Regions from separate parts of the Muntiacus reevesi genome. Here region 2 is linked to region 1. The links are chromatin contacts, called in public Hi-C maps. All regions are on one chromosome and are shown on one strand. Each heading gives the region's core, a stretch centred on a gene start, on an enhancer-like site or on the middle of the called end of the contact. The rest is flanking DNA. Distances are from core to core; before and after follow the strand shown.

Region 1 (7,904 bases), core at 2,366-4,865:
ACTTTGAGAGTGATGATTGTCATCCATTTCTACTTTATGTTTCCATAATACTCCTCAAATAAATGGATACTCAACAGATGTTTACAGATTAAACCTAGTTCTAATAATTGGGACAACAATCACCATCACGACAGATGTCTGCGGATCAAATACTATTAACAACTAAGTCACACTTTTGTACACAGAACAAAAAGCAACTAGATTAACATACCTTCCCCTAGACACTAAACCAACTGTTGGTCTTTGGTGTAACTTGTTCAGAAAGGTGTTTTTGTTTTTGTTTTTTTTTAAATAAGCCTCTCAAGCAGCCTTTACAGAATATTATCTTTTTCTGTCACGAAGACCTAAGTCAACAAATCCATTTACTGGGTACTAGAAATGTATTAGGTAACAGAGTGAATCTGCACAGAAATAGAGGACAGTTCTAGTTCCCAGGGATCTCAAGGGACACTTCACAATTCAAGAAAAGCCTTGGCAATGTGTATAATTAAGACAATGCGTTTAAAACAATGTGAAAAGCACACAGGAAATATATGTTCTCCAGGAAACACAACCTAGATATTTCAAAGGTAATTCTGAGTGCTTTCTTCATATGTAATCTTTTAAAAGTTCCGGAATTCTCTCCTTTATTGTTTAAATAAGCTGGTAAGTGAACAAAAATAGAATTTTGGAAGCTTGCTTTAATCTTCTACTTTCTATTATGAGATGGAAAGGAAGATTATGCTAGCAAGCTTGCCTGACATACTTATCAAAGGAAAGGAGAAGAAAGGGGAGCATTATGTGTACAATGCCAGATACCATCAAGATTACTAGGAAAGATCATGTGTTTTTATGTCTACACTTCCAAAATTCTATAGGAAGAGTAAAGCATCTCTCAGACATTATTCTCTGAAATTGACTTTTAGTTTCCCAAGTATAGTTTCTCTGCTGTTATGCTGAGCCTGTGAATTTATGTTATAATGCTTCACACCACTCATAAAGTTACTGAGCAGTTAATGAACACTTCGGAAAGTTGTTATATTGCTTAAACACACACACACACACACACACACACACACACACACACACACACCCAATCACTGGGCCAGAGGTTCCAATAAATTCAGTTTGAAGCAGTTAATGAACACTTCGGAAAGTTGTTCGGAAAGTTGTTATATTGCTTAAACAAACACACACACACACACACACACACACACACACACACACCACCCACCCCCCCCCAATCACTGGGCCAGAGGTTCGGAAAGTTGTTATATTGCTTAAACAAACACACACACACACACACACACACACACACACACCACACACACACACACACACACACACACACACACACACACACACACACACACCACCCACCCCCCCCCAATCACTGGGCCAGAGGTTCGGAAAGTTGTTATATTGCTTAAACAAACACACACACACACACACACACACACACACACACCACCCACACACACACACACACACACACACACACACACACACACACACACACACACACACACACACACACACACACCACCCACCCCCCCCCAATCACTGGGCCAGAGGTTCCAATAAATTCAGTTTTCTAAAGAAGCAGTTTTACAAAATAACTCAGAATGGAAGAAAAGACAGGATGGAATGCTATCTTTGATAATGAGTAGCCAAAAAGACACTACATAATAACACACCCACCGCAACTTTGTTTATAGGCTTGTAACTTGCATATGCAAGTACTCTACAAAGTATTGCACAAGAAGAAACTGTCAAAAATGAACGCTCATGAAAATATTCCTTTTCTAAATTAGGTTTCTAACAAGGATGTACTGTTTCTAAATGTAACTTCTTTAGCAAGTATTGACAGGTATGTGTATTAGTCGCTCAGTCGTGTCCGATTCTTGGCGACCCCATGGACTGGAGCATATCAGGCTCCTCTATCCGTGGAATTCTCCAGGCAAGAATACTGGAGTGGGTTGCCATTCCCTTCTCCAGGGATTGACAAGTACAGAATAGCACTAATGCTTAAGATGGAGGAGGAAAATTTTTCTTACGTTTATCAATAGTACAAGCTGCTGTTACTAACTATAATCTCAATGGGTTCAGTAGCAGAAACTAACTTTACGGAAGGTATCTGCTCGGCAAAATAGTTTAACTTTATTTCTATCAAAATTCTATTTTTTCCGCCTAATCCTATAGACCCTAGCAATCTGAAATTTTTTGTTTTGTTTTGCAATGTTTCTTTTTCCTTCCACAAGAATCTCCGCCAGTCAGTCGAGGTAACACTTCCCACAGTTCAAAGGTGAAGGCAAATTCTCTCTACAAAGAGCTCTTGCTCCTCATCAGCACCCCTCCCTTTTTTTTTTTCTTTCCAAATTATCTTGACCTAAGAGAGGTTAAAGCTCCCTTACAATGCAAATCCACAAAACAAACTATTTTAGGTGCCAGGAATGAAACTGGGATGGGAGGAAAAGTTCGACAGTGATCAAGAACCACTTCGTCCTAGAAGTGAGCCTTTCCAAAACGCAGGAAACGATGTTTTGCCCAAAGAACCTGCCGCCCTGAAGCCATAACTTCCATCAATAGGCAAAGAAAAGTTACAAAGACGAGCTCAGCACCCAAGCAGCCTGCGCGGGTGCCGAGACTGGAGAGCTGCAAAGATGCTCCCTGGCCCCGACGGGCGGCGGCTGCGGGGTCGGTGGGGCAGACTCCGGCTCAAGCAGGCACCGAGTCTGGGGGTGCGCCGCCGGCCCGGAGCAGCGCGGGCACGACGCCCGCATCCGCACCCCTCCCCACGGCCGCGAGCAGTGGGCGGAGAGACCAGAGCAAAGGAAAAGCAGGACAATGCTGGGCCCGGCTGGCGACTCTGCACTCTCCTCGGGCCCCAGCGCCCCTGCGCGCCCGGGGTCGCCAGCTGCCGCGCTAAGTTTGCTTCCCAGCCCTGCCTTCATGGCCAGGGCGGCAGAGCGGTGGCCGCCGACCTCCCTCCGCCTCGCCGCCTTCCTCCCCGCGGGGCGGCTCCCGCGAGTCCGCGAGGGCGCGGCGCGCGCGAGCAGAATTGGGCGCGCGAGGGGAAGGGGGCGCGCAAGGAACCAGCGCGCGCACCGGCAGCCGGGCGCGCGGGGGAGCCAAGCGCGCGGCGCTCCCCGAGGACCAGCTGCCGCTCCGGCGAGTTTTCGGTTGAGACGGGGGCTGCGGCGCGGCTTACTGTCCGTTACGGGTCTTGGCCCGGGCGGCGCAGCTTCCAACCATCCTGGCCCGCCTCCCGTCTCGGCCCCCATCAGAAAGCAGGCGAGGGCCAACGACCTCGTCTCCCGCCGGGGTTGTGGCCGCCGGCCGGCGGGCATCCAGGCGCCCGCCTCTGGAGCTGGAAGAGAAAGTGAAATGAAGCGCCTTTCCCCAGGCAACACCTACCCGTCCCCAGTCCAAGTGCAGCTGCCTCGCTCCTCAGGCGCCGCCGGTACCCGCCCTCGGGCCCCGGGCTCCGTTCTCTTGACAATGGCGCGTCCCCTTTAAGGAATAATCCGATCGGAACCGATCTGTGGTTAAACCTCCCTCCGACTCCAGATTTTAACCGGATTTCTCTCTCTCTCTCTCCCCAAGAGCCCGACGGGCGCCCGGCGGTGCTGCGAGCTCTTCCCACCTCTTCCCCGCCCCGCCCACTCCCTGGTCTTCCTGATTGGCGAGAAACACTACAACAGGAACAGCAGTTCTCACACCCCACTGGCCAGTGCAGCCGCCGCTCAGAGTTACCCCCGCCTTCACCCCGCCCCTTTTCCTGGGTTGGTCCTACCTCCGATCATTCTCTGTCTTCTACTCTGTCGTTGCTTTGGAGAACTGGCAGTCAAGGCTTACCCTCCCGCCTCCGGAAAGCGAACTTTATTTTTATTGGTAAAAGGACATCTTCCTGTGCAGCTGATTGGACAAGGAAGGAGTTAGTCTGCACGCCCCTTACCTATTATTGCTCTCTCTCCACGGGTTTGAGAAACACGACCGCAAAGTCCTCCTCCCCACTTTGCCTAGTTCAAAGCGCCTTTCCCATTAAATGTTGGTAAGGGTCGTAGACAAACTCATAGTCTGTATTGGGGAAAGACGAAAAGGGAGAGAAGAAAATTTCAAAATCTCCTAATGATTAATATATCAGGGAACTGGAGCTGGGATCCAGCGGAATCTCATTCTTCGGTCTACTGAATGGAGTGGTTAGAATGAGGAAGAATACCCGCATTTCTAGTACTCACTCTTGAGATGTAACCAACAAGTTTTAACTCACTGTCCACTCTACTCCTACTGTTGATCCCACTGGCATTTTGCAACCCCAAAGATCTTTAATAAAGGTATCTGAAAACCTAGAGGTGCCCTTGTTTGTTCCACAGTCGTTCGTTTAAATCGCTTCTATTTAAAGCTCCGTTTAATTCATGTCCTCTGTTGTTATCTCGGGTTTTTGACGAGATCTGTTACTCTTCTGAAAAGATTGAATAGATGCCCAGCCACCGTGCCATCATCCTCCAAACTTGAAGAAGTCCTTACCTCTTGCTAGAACTGTGTAGGGGGAGCCTGAGTTGAGCCCAGTTGGGCACCAGAAGGTTATTCCTTGAGAGAACTGGGGGAGTCTGGCACCAGAAGCTGCTAACCCTGCAGCAAAACCTCACGCATGGAAAGAGGAGGAATTCTTCGGCAGCCTGGTAAAGTCTGTATTAGGAGCTCCCCAGGTTCCCATGGGAACTGTAAGAACCGGAAGGGTTGTACCTACTAAGATTCGGTACTCAAGTGCTTTGGTACCTATCTATGAATGTTAGGGGGAAATAGTTAAATGTCTGCCTCCCTTTGCCAATAAACTTAGAGAGACTTTGGACCTCAGGATGTTTAGTGTATTTGCAGTGAGAGCCCAGCGGAAACAAGCGGTGCCAAGAAAGTGGCAGCGCTTGGCAGTACCCCAGAAGGGATTTAGGACCAGAAAGAGGGAGATAAACAGCAGTAGTAGATATGAATTTTCGGAGAGTTCAGGGGGGAAATCTCCTGGAAATACCCTAAATATGGAAGAGTGAGAAAAGGGAAACGTTGTGGGTGGTTTAGGTGTTTCTATTAGGGGCAAGAGACAAGGAAATAACCTGGATTATATTTATATGGCCTTCACAGGTATTTTTTAAAAATCAAGATCCAGGTTAAGTTTTCAAGTTCTTTGTAAATCTCTTGCTTTATGAGGCCAAGAATATTTTGTTACAATAGCACATTCGACTCATAACTCCAGAAAGCAGTCTACAGTAACCTCTGGATTCTTTTCCTTATACCTAACCAACCATGTTGAGATCATCACCTAACAAATGTAATTCATATTGTTTTTTCTCTATTTCACACTTGCCCACAATTTATTTATTACTTTTTTAGCCTATACACCCAGACTACTGGTAATAATACTGCTATTGGTATTTTACACTGAGGAAGAATTTAGAAAATCTACAAGCCTGCATATGCAGGTCATTCTTAAGAATGTTCTGTGTTATTGAACACAGCTCCAATTCTAACCCTGGAGGAATCAACAATTTGCCCTTTTCCCTTCAGAGAGACTTTATATTCCCTACATTTGTTTCCCATCTCTAAGCCAGATCCACATTCTTCAAAAAGAAATATTCCGGACTTCCCTGGTGGTCCAGTGGTTAAGATTCCACCTGTCAATGCAGGGGACACAGATTCTGTCTTTGGTCTGGGGAAATTCCACAGCCGAGGAGCAACAAAGTCCTTCTGCCACAACTGTTGAGCCCACAGCGCTGCAGCTACTGAAGCCTGCGCACCTAGAGCCCATGCTTGGCAACAAAGGAAGCCGTGGCAATGAGAAGCCCCCACAACACAACTGGCAAGTAGCCCCCTATTGCAGCAAATGGAGAAAGCCCGTGTGCAGCAACGAAGACCCAGCACAGCCATAAAAAATATTCCCCCAATTTATGCCAGTATGACCAAAGCTTTTCAACATCCTTGTATATAGATCTTTGTTAAAAACTTTTATAGGGATCCCCTGGTGACTCAGTCAGTAAAGAGACTTCCCGCAATGTGGGAGACCAGAGTTCAGTCCCTGGGTCAGGAAGATCCCCAGGAGAAGGAAATGGCAACCCATTCCAGTATTCTTGCCTGGAGAATTCCATGGACAAAAGAGCCTGGTGGGCTACAGTCCATGGTGTGACAAAGAGTCAGACGTGGTGAAGTTTCGGAAAGGTGAAATTTCACACATTATGATCTCTTATTCTCCCTTTGTTTATATATAAAGGTAAGCCATATCAAAGAACTACCAGCTAAGCCAGTAATTTAGTTTTCCTCAGAAAAATTATGTTACCATGTGTATTGCAAATTCTTTTCAGTTCACCAACATTCATATAGGAATTATTATGTGTTCAGTAAACAATAGGGGGAATTGATGAATGCATCTCCATTCTCCAGAGAGTATAATGAATTTCCAAACTCTATCTGTAAGTGGCACAATTTTATCCCTCACCCAGCATGTAGGTGGATACCATCTATCAATCAGTGATTTTCCATAGTAAAATTAAGAAAAAACCCAGTCACTAAAAGCTGTCCACCAAAATCTCTTTCCCCAGCCCTTTATTAGTATTAAGAAGAATAAGACAAATTAAAACAAAATCTGTTCATAGTAATTTGTTTTATAAAGAAACTTCAAAAAATATTTCCTGGATCTCTATAGAGGAGGAAGTCCTATACATTCTATACTTCAATGTTTTCTTTTATAAAATGAGAACTAATATTCATTTAGAAGATCACTGAACGATCTTCAGTTATTAGTAAAAGATTCAGTTATGTTCAGTACTTGCTGTTCAGTATGGTACTGAGGCAGGAAAAAAAAATGATACTAATATATTTTCTAAAAGACTTCCAGTACCCTCCTACTTAAAACCCTTTAAAGATTCTCCAAGCACATATTGAATACAGTCAAAGCATCTCACCAAAACATACAAGTCTCTTATAATCTGACTGCAGACTACCTCTCAGGTTTCTTCTCTGGCTACTCCTCCATTTGACACTTGAAATGGCTGCTCTTTAGATATCAGTGATCACGATTTTTCAAGCCTCAGTGCTTTGTGGCATGAGGTTTCCTTTGTGTGGAATAGCCTTCCCGTCCACGCTTACCTGGCAGACTCTTCGATCTGTCCATCAAAACCTAAAAGAAGTTTTTACCTGTTTTGTGAAGCCTTCTCTGATTTTACCCGCTCCCTGATTTAATTATTTTTATACCATATATACCATATATATATATATATATATATATATATAATTTTGATTATAGGTATCACACTAAAGGGGCTTCCCTGGTAGCTCAGCTGGTAAAGAATTCACCTGCAATGTGGAAGCTGCTGCTGCTGCTAAGTCGCTTCAGTTGTGTCCAACTCTGTGCGACCCCATAGACGGCAGCCCACCAGGCTCCCCATCCCTGGGATTCTCCAGGCAAGAACACTGGAGTGAGTTGCCTTTGCCTTCTCCAGCAATGTGGAAGACCCCAGTTCAGTTCCTGAGTCAGGAAGATCCCCTGGAGAAGGGATAGGCTACCCACTCCAGCATTCTTGCCTGGAGAGATCCAAGGACAGAGGAGCCTGGCGGGTTGCAGTCCATGGGGTCACAAAGAGTCAAAGGCGGCTGAGTTTCTAGGCACAGCACAGCACATCACGCTAAAGACAGAATTTAAAATGTTTCCATTTCTGCCTCTTGCACTGATTTGGCTTGTTTTCAACAAGCAAAGGCCATACATACACACCTTTGCATCAGCATCATTTAGAATGATGCCCCACATAACTGAAGGCTTTTCATCAATGCATGTCAAATTGAATGAACAAAGCTGAGACAAAAAGGTTAACCTACAATGCGAAAATCTAATTAACCAGAGCACTATTTTAGGAGTATTTTAATTATTTAATATTTTA
Region 2 (7,904 bases), core at 3,974-6,473, 380 kb before region 1:
AAGTCAGAACACTTGTGTTCAAAACCAGCTCTACTACTTCTGGAAAGTTATTTAACATTTTTGTCTTTTTTTCCCCTCATTTGCAAAACAGAGATGATGATACTAATAGCTGCTGCCTCAAAGGACAATTGTGAGTTTTAAATGAATTATTGTGTATCATAAAAGTGGTAGATAATTGTTAGCTACTATTTTTTGTTGTTCTGTTTTTGGGGGATTTTTGGGCCAGATCTTGTGGCATATAAAACTTCTCTAACCAAGGATTGAACTAACAACCCCAGGAATGGAAGCATGGAGTCTTAACCACTCGTCTGCCAGGAAAGACCCTTGTTAGTCACTATTATTGGGCTAATTCAGAAAGACCTAGATATTTATAGAATTATACTTCCAGAGTACATATAACTTTGTTTATATCAGGGTGATGATGAATAAGAAAGGAAATTTCTAGATGTGCTTCAGTAAATTAAATAGTTGATTTTGTCTGTCAGTCTGTGTAATATTCCAGGAATATCCCAAAGACTTAAGAATAGAATTCTTTCAACTTCTTAGATAGAAGAGTAACTGTACAAATGTCTAGACAGGTTAATTTATTTAAGCCTAATCCAGCCCTTTATTCATAGTCTACTATCTCTCTAGCATCTCTAAGTCAGTCCTCAGAAAAACCTATTTTAAATCCTAGAGAGATAACGGGGACTTTTATCAACTTGGAGATTTGGATGATTCTTAATAAAGTTTCTTCTATCCTTGAATGGTAGGTTCCCTAGAACATCATGGATATTCAGAAGTGATTCACAGTTTTCTTTTCCAGCATCACTGTTCTGCTGATACACTACTTTAAAAAAGGAAGAAATAATACATTTTATTTAAAATCTTATCTTCTCTTTTGCTGTCACAAAAAGGGTGGGAGATTAGGTATTGTTTCATTTGGGGCTCAGACAATAGCCTCCTAAGACTGTTCACCTGTGTCCTGATCATGGGCCTTCCCATCTTTACATCAATATAATACATGCCCCCAACAGTGAGATAGGGGGCCACTCTTGACCAGAGGACCTTCTTAAGGAAGTGATGCCTGACATCATGGCCACTTTTGAGGCATCCCATAACTGTAAGATCTAATCAATGTTGACTGGAAAAATTTTAGGTCCAAATCCTGGGCTCCTCTTCTTTTTGTTCCCAAGATTTCAGTTCAGAGTCTCTTACACGCATAGCCTTTGAAAGTTCCCGAGATTCCTTCTTAAAGTAGTATGTGCCAAGACAGTAAAGAAAAGGCCCCAAGATAGACCAGGAGGAGGTAGATCTCGGGGGGAAATGCTGGTGAGGATTAGGTGAGGGAGAACATCTAGGAAATGACTAGCCCGGTGTGTGCCTGTGATGACAAAATGGATGTGCTAAACAGACAAGCTTTCTTCAAAGAATTTGAGCATTTTTAAAACAAATGCAAATATTTCTGTAACTGCCCAGTAATTCCTAAACTCCTTTTGGGCATATGCTCATACATACACATAAACATATTGGTTTAGAATTTTAGGACTGCTGAATATCTTTAAACCATTGAGTAATGGTTTTTACTTAAATACTTTTGGTGGTTTGTAATATTTTCCACTTTGTTAGGAGTTTTGCCAGAACTAACATGCAAGTAGAAACAAGTTATGGAAGGCGCCACACCTGCTTAGAAAAGAAGTAACTCCTTCATTCAGCAACAAAGCAAACTGATCATAAAAGACAACACCTGAAGAGCTCGTTGGGCTAACCGTGATGCTTTCACAGACACCTCCCAGCTTTATTCCTCATACTTACATGAGGTCACTTTTAGAGTGACTTTAAAAATATGCTCTAACAATTCAGAATCACCAGAGAATACAGTATTGCAGTTAACCTGAAAGAGAAAGATAGTTTTAGGATGGAATGTAAAATTCTTGTCCTCATGCTTTTCAGTGAAAACCTAAGATTTTCTCTCCTTGGCAATTTGTAAGGGCTGTTGGCATTCAGGATGTGGAGAAGTGTTGAAGATGACGTATGTGTATGACATGCTGCTCTTTTGGAAGAGGAAATATAATTAAGAAAATCAACCGTTCAACATTATTAGGAATCTCCACCTTAATGATCTGAGACATAACAAATACATTTATCTGAAATCCACTTGACCTAAATCCATCCATTCATTCAACATTTATTAATGTCTACCACATGGCAGGCACTGCTCTTGGCACCAGGCATCAGTGAATCCTGTTTTCACACAGTTCACATTCTGCTGGGGAGAGATAGGCAATAAACCACAGGAAGAAACAGATGATGTATCAGAGGAAAAATTAAAAGGTTAAGAGGGTAGGGAACGGTAAGGATGCTATTTTGTGAGGGTCATAATAATGAAGATAGTGAACTTAGGTGGTTATATTTGAGCTGAGACCTGAATGAAGGGAGATTAGTAATGTGACAGTAAGGAAGAAGAGTTGACCCTGGATAGAGGGAATAGCAAGTGCAAAGTCCCTAAAGTAGAGATCTGCATGGCATGTTTGAAGAACATCAGAAAGGCCAGTGTGACTGGACTAGGGTGATGGAAGGGAAGAATAGGGTACTCAGTGAGATACCTGAAGCAGTTGCCAGGTATCCAATCTTACAGGCCAAGGAAAGGACCTGAGATATTTAAGTATGTTAAGAATCAAGTAGAGGATCCCCAGCAAAGAACTGACCTGGTCTGACTTACACAAAGGATCATCTGGTTACTATGTGCATCACAGATTGTAAGCAGCAACGTGGAACAACCCATTAAGACAGAACCACAAGAAAAGATAGCAGCTTGAACTAGAGGTGGTGCTAGGAAGTATTCAAACATATTTTGAATATAAGGCCAGAGATTAAAGTCAAGTAGGTGGTGCTATTGGTAAAGAGCCCACCTGCCAATAAGAGATGTGGGTTTGATCCCTGAATCGGGAAGATTCCCTGGAGAAGAAAATGGCAACCTACTCCTGTATTCTTGCCTGGAGAACCCCATGGACAGAGGAGCCTGGTGGGCTATGGTCCATAGTGTTGCAAAGAGTTGGAGTGACTGAAGCAACTTAGTTAGCACACATGCACCATATTTATGGTATAACTAGAATCTGCCATCCAGGCTTCTGATGACGCATTCATTCCTTCACATTACACCAACCTCTCCCTGTCCCATGAACTCCATAATGTTATATAAACTATTATTCTTTTCAAGGAATATATTTGGAATGTTCTTGTTACAGAACCTAGCTGGTTGGGATCTATTTTGCAAACCATTAGATGCACGTGAAGGTGCTCTATGTAAAGCAACCATGAAGTTTAACCCTCTGGTGACTAATTCAGATGTGCGAGAGACAGCAATGATATTTAGACCTGCATTAAACAGGTAATATATACTGCTTCACAGTTACTGTAATGCAAAGACATTCTTTGACTAGGTGTGCTTAGCTAGGAAAATATTCTACCTGTTTATAGTTAGCAAACATTGAAAATACTCAATGCTTTTTCTTTGCTATGAATAAACATCTATCTGGTCCTTGACCTATCAGAATTTACCTTCCTCATAACTTTCAACAAGCCAAATATTGAATGTCCACTGTGTCAGGCACTTTACTAGACCTGGAAAACTAAAATGAACGGTCCCTTTTCATCAGATACAAAGACAAAAAGAGTTGAAAGTGACTTAGAAAAAGAAGCAAATTTTTCAAAAGTAGAAATACCTGTTGAAAATTATTGATCAGGTAATGCTGATCAATGTACACAAGTTTGAGCAAGCTCCAGGAGATACTGAAGACAGTGAGGCCTGCCATGCTGCAGTCCACCGGGTCGCAGAGGGTCGGACATGACTTAGCAACTGAACAACAGCAATGCTACAGTAAACAGAAAAACTAGATCTTCTTGGAATTGTCAGGAAAAGATTTCCTAAATAGGTGAGCCGGAGTTTTAAGAAAAGAATCAGACTTGGCAGGTAGAACATTCAGTATAAGGAAGATGCAGCGCAGGAGGACTAGAGGGTAGAAGCAAGTATGACTGGGCATGTGAGTCCACATCCAGGGGTAATTGGACTGGGTCATTGTTAGCAAAGGGTGGAGGAGGCAATTAGAGGAAAGCTGCAAACAGAAACCAGTAGTTCACAACTGAGGTCTCAAGAGCACTGAACGTGATCAAAACAAAGAGTGTGTGTGTGTGTCTCATTCATTTCCGACTCTTTGTGACCCCATGGAGTGTAGCCCACCAGGCTCCTCTGCCGACGGGATATCCGAGCAAGAAAACCGGAGTGGGTTCCATTTCCTTCTCCAGGGGATCTCCAGGGATCGAACCCAGGCCGCTTCTGCCTCCTGCATTGGCAGGCAGATTCTTTACCACTGCACCACCTGGGACAAATTACAAACGGGTGCCACTGAATACAAATTTTTAGTCATACTTCTCTCAGCGTTTATCAGTATTCGTCAACATGTTTACTAAGTACTTTCAATACGGAACCTTTTAAAGGGAAGACACAACATGGAAAAGGTTTTCAGAAGAAAACAATACAAAGAAGAAATTATGCATCGACTAACAGGAAAAGTTGAGAAAGGAGCAGTTTTCTATCCCTGCTTCCATGAGTGTGCTGAAAACAGCAGCGAAGTCGGGAAAATTGTTCTAGATAATGCCTTTATCTAATGCACAGTGTCTCTCCGTAGTAAGCACTCAACAATTTATGGTTATTCTTTTGACCTTAGACCTCTCTTAAGCACTTGAGATTTGGCTTTCTCGTTTTCAGAGGAAGAAACGGGTCACAGATGGTCTGCGGCTCCTGCCAGAGCCGACAAACCCCTTTCAAGAAGGCATCGACTATTTGTTGAACACACGAAGTAAACTCTTTCCACCGGGCCAGGCTCAGCGCCACCAGAGAACCCGCTTTGAAGGAGAACAGGATCGGACGCTGGACCCACAGGCGGGTGTTCAGCCAGAGCTGAGTGGGGCTGAGTCTCGACTTGCAACCTTAGTCCCATCCGCCGCCTGGGCCACACCCCCTCGGGCCCCTCCTGCGCTCGGAATCGCTCGTCTCACACTGCGCAGCAGTGTCCCGCCTCCGCCAACGCTCCGAACACGTCCCTTCCGGCTTAAGGCCCGCCCCACACGGCCCCACCCCACCAGCCTCGCCCATGGCCACGCCCCTCCGCGAGATCTGAGCTGGGTTCCTAGCGCCGGTCGGCGGCCGGTCCACCCACGACGCTCTGAGGTCACCCACTGGGCCGGGCTGAGGGGGGCGGAGGGACGGAGGGAAGATGGCTGCCGAGGCCGGATATTGGCGCCGCCTCCCCCAATCCTGGAGCCGGCGCAGATGAGGCGGCTCGGCTGGGTCCGGCGACGCTTGGGAACCGGAGCAGGAGGGACACTGGCGGTGGGGCCTGGCCTTGCTATATGCCGGCGCCTCGGCTAGAGTGAGCGGCGGCGGCAGCGCCTCTTTCCTCCGGCTCTTTCCCTGTCGCTGTGAGTCCGAACGGGTGGCGGGCGGCAGAGGCAGCGGGGCCGGGATGGAGGACGTTAACTCAGACGTGAACGCGGACCAGGAGGTGCGGAAACTGCAGGAGCTGGTGAAGATGCTGGAGAAGCAGAACGAGCAGCTGAGGAGCCGCTCCGGGGCCGTGCAGGGCGCCGCCTCCTTGGGGCCCGGCAGCCCAGTTCGGGCCGGCGCGTCCACTCCCTCCTCCGGCACGGCGTCTCCTCGGGGCTTCCCCTTGGGCCTCAGCGCCAAATCGGGCAGCGGGGCCGGGTCGGGCCCGAGGCGAACGAGTAGCGAGGAGCTGCGGGACGCCACCTCCTTGCTGGCAGCGGGCGAGGGCGGTTTGCTGGACGAGGTGGAGCCGCTGCGGCCCGAGGAGCTGGAGCGCCTGTCAGGCTGGGAGGAGGAGGAGGAGAGCTGGTGAGCGCGGGGCTCCGGGCCGGGGCAGGGCGGGGACGGGCCCCGGGGCGGAGAGCGTCTTCTGAGGGTCCCCCGGTAAGACACCTCGGTTTGTGTAGCGGGGTCCGCTTTCTGACTCATGGATTTCTTGCTTTGGCAGCGGTAAGGTCAGCGAGAGTTGGGGATTCGAGGCTGGCTAGAGGAACAGGGTTTGTAGCTAGTTCTTCTCTGGGTGGGGGACCCTCTGGGCTTCGGGCCCCTTGGGGTCTGGGGACTGGCACAGCCTAGGAAGGGCTGCTCGCCGTGGGAGGAGTCGGAGATGGGAAACTGTTTTTGTAGGAAGGGATCTTGCTTTGTGTGAAATCCTGGCTTTCGGATGGTGGCCTGGGCATTTTGGGTATCGGGGAGGGGGGTCTGTTTGATGAGGTGTCACCCGGTGCGGGGAGCAGACCGGGGTAATCGAAGTCCGCGCGGTGGTCATCGTTTTGGACCAGTGGGAGTTGGGTGCATTTCTGGTGGCAGTGGGGAAACCGTGTGAATCAGCACTCCCCCTTGAGTAGTGGGGTGAAGCTTGCTTTGTGTGAAGAGGGCAGAGGATGGTGTCGCTTTGTGTAAGAGTCAACGGTGGAACAAGAGCCCTGACTCTCATTTTTTAAACAAGAATTGGGTCTGGCGTTTTTCTAAGCTGTGAAGTGACAGTTTTCCATCTTTCATTTCTATGTCATTCTAGAGGCAGAGAAAAAGAGCCCTATTTAAAAATGTGAGCCGAACTGTATTGTCACAAGCTACTTGATAAAATTGTGACCCACGGCATAATATCACTTCCATATATAGAGAGGACTTGAGAGGCGGTTTCCTTCGTGTTTTATGGCAATTGCATAAAAATATCTGTGGGAAATTCTTAATTTGTCTTTTTTTTTTTAAGTTTTAATCTTTTAGCTAAAGTGTCTGTTCTTTGTTGAAATTGAAACTTCTAACTTAGTGAAATTGAAATCCTTCATAGACGCTGGTTTTGCAGGGCTGCAACTTTACAGAATGTCCTGATACAGTTGAGAGCTTTGCCTGGATTCAGGCCCTGGCTCTGCTACTCACAGCTGTACGACCTTGGGCAAGTTACTCTGAGCCTCACTTTCTTCCTCCTATTTGATGAAGAAAATAATAGTTCTTTATTCTATGGAGTTGTGAAGATCATGTGAGATAATCCATGTATCCTTTTAGCATGAGTCTGGTATATAAGATCTCTGACACTCGCTGCTATTACTCTTAAGCCAAGTTGTTAAAACTAAGAAATATTTATTTAGCGAATGCTTCCAGGATCTTGTGGGAGATTCTTAAATTTGATCCCTGTTCATTAAGGCAGTTACATTCTTGTTGGGATGGGGTTGCGAAGAGTTGGACCGGACTTGGCAACTGAACAACAAAATAAGAAATAGGCTAGGCATACATAGTGAATTGCTTTAAAGATTGATAGGGACCAAAAGTACTGAGAGTGCTGAGAAATGGGGAAGAAAATAATAGTCTAAGGTAGTTGGGAAAACTTTGAGGAGAGGTGGAGCCTGAGGAGTGAGGGGCATTTTATGCTCTGACAAATTGCTAGAGCAGAGTCAGAGATATTTGTAACTCTCGATTAGAAAGGTTTGAAATACCAAGATACTCTTGAATATATGATGTCAAGCCTTTATTTTACTGCCAAGTGATACCAAATATAATTAGAACTGACTGTGGTAGTGACAGTTTTCATATTAGTGTGAAGTCATGTCCTCACAAAGGAATCCTAGGTATGTATACACTTTAAAAGAAGTGAGAATCATCTAAATACCATCACATGCCTCTTCCAAGTGATGATGATAATAATGCTCTTAATAATAACGAGGATTAGCTGCACTCATCCCCCATTTTAGATGATATATTCTTAGAACACACTAACTCCGATTGGAGAGGCTGATTAAGTCTTTCGCTGCTTTAGTTTCTGAGCATAGGGTTTGTTCAAGTAAAGTAAGTCTTTTAAAATACTACGCCAGAAGTTTCTTTT

What was found. A called contact is a pair of places that touch in the nucleus more often than the background predicts.
Region 2: a contact with region 1 is called in a Hi-C map of muscle, with 2.9 times the contacts expected there. The contact joins the promoter of SLAIN2 here to the promoter of FRYL in region 1. A contact is called at or near these places in 2 of 3 Hi-C or Micro-C datasets (blood and muscle).

The regions. Positions count from the first base shown.
Region 1 is chr22:46,819,159-46,827,062 of mMunRee1.1, reverse strand. FRYL (FRY like transcription coactivator) reads right to left here and starts at 3,615. Exons shown (of 64, transcript XM_065914184.1): 1 at 3,397-3,615.
Region 2 is chr22:47,201,629-47,209,532 of mMunRee1.1, reverse strand. SLAIN2 (SLAIN motif family member 2) reads left to right here and starts at 5,223. Exons shown (of 8, transcript XM_065914151.1): 1 at 5,223-5,893. The coding sequence starts at 5,505.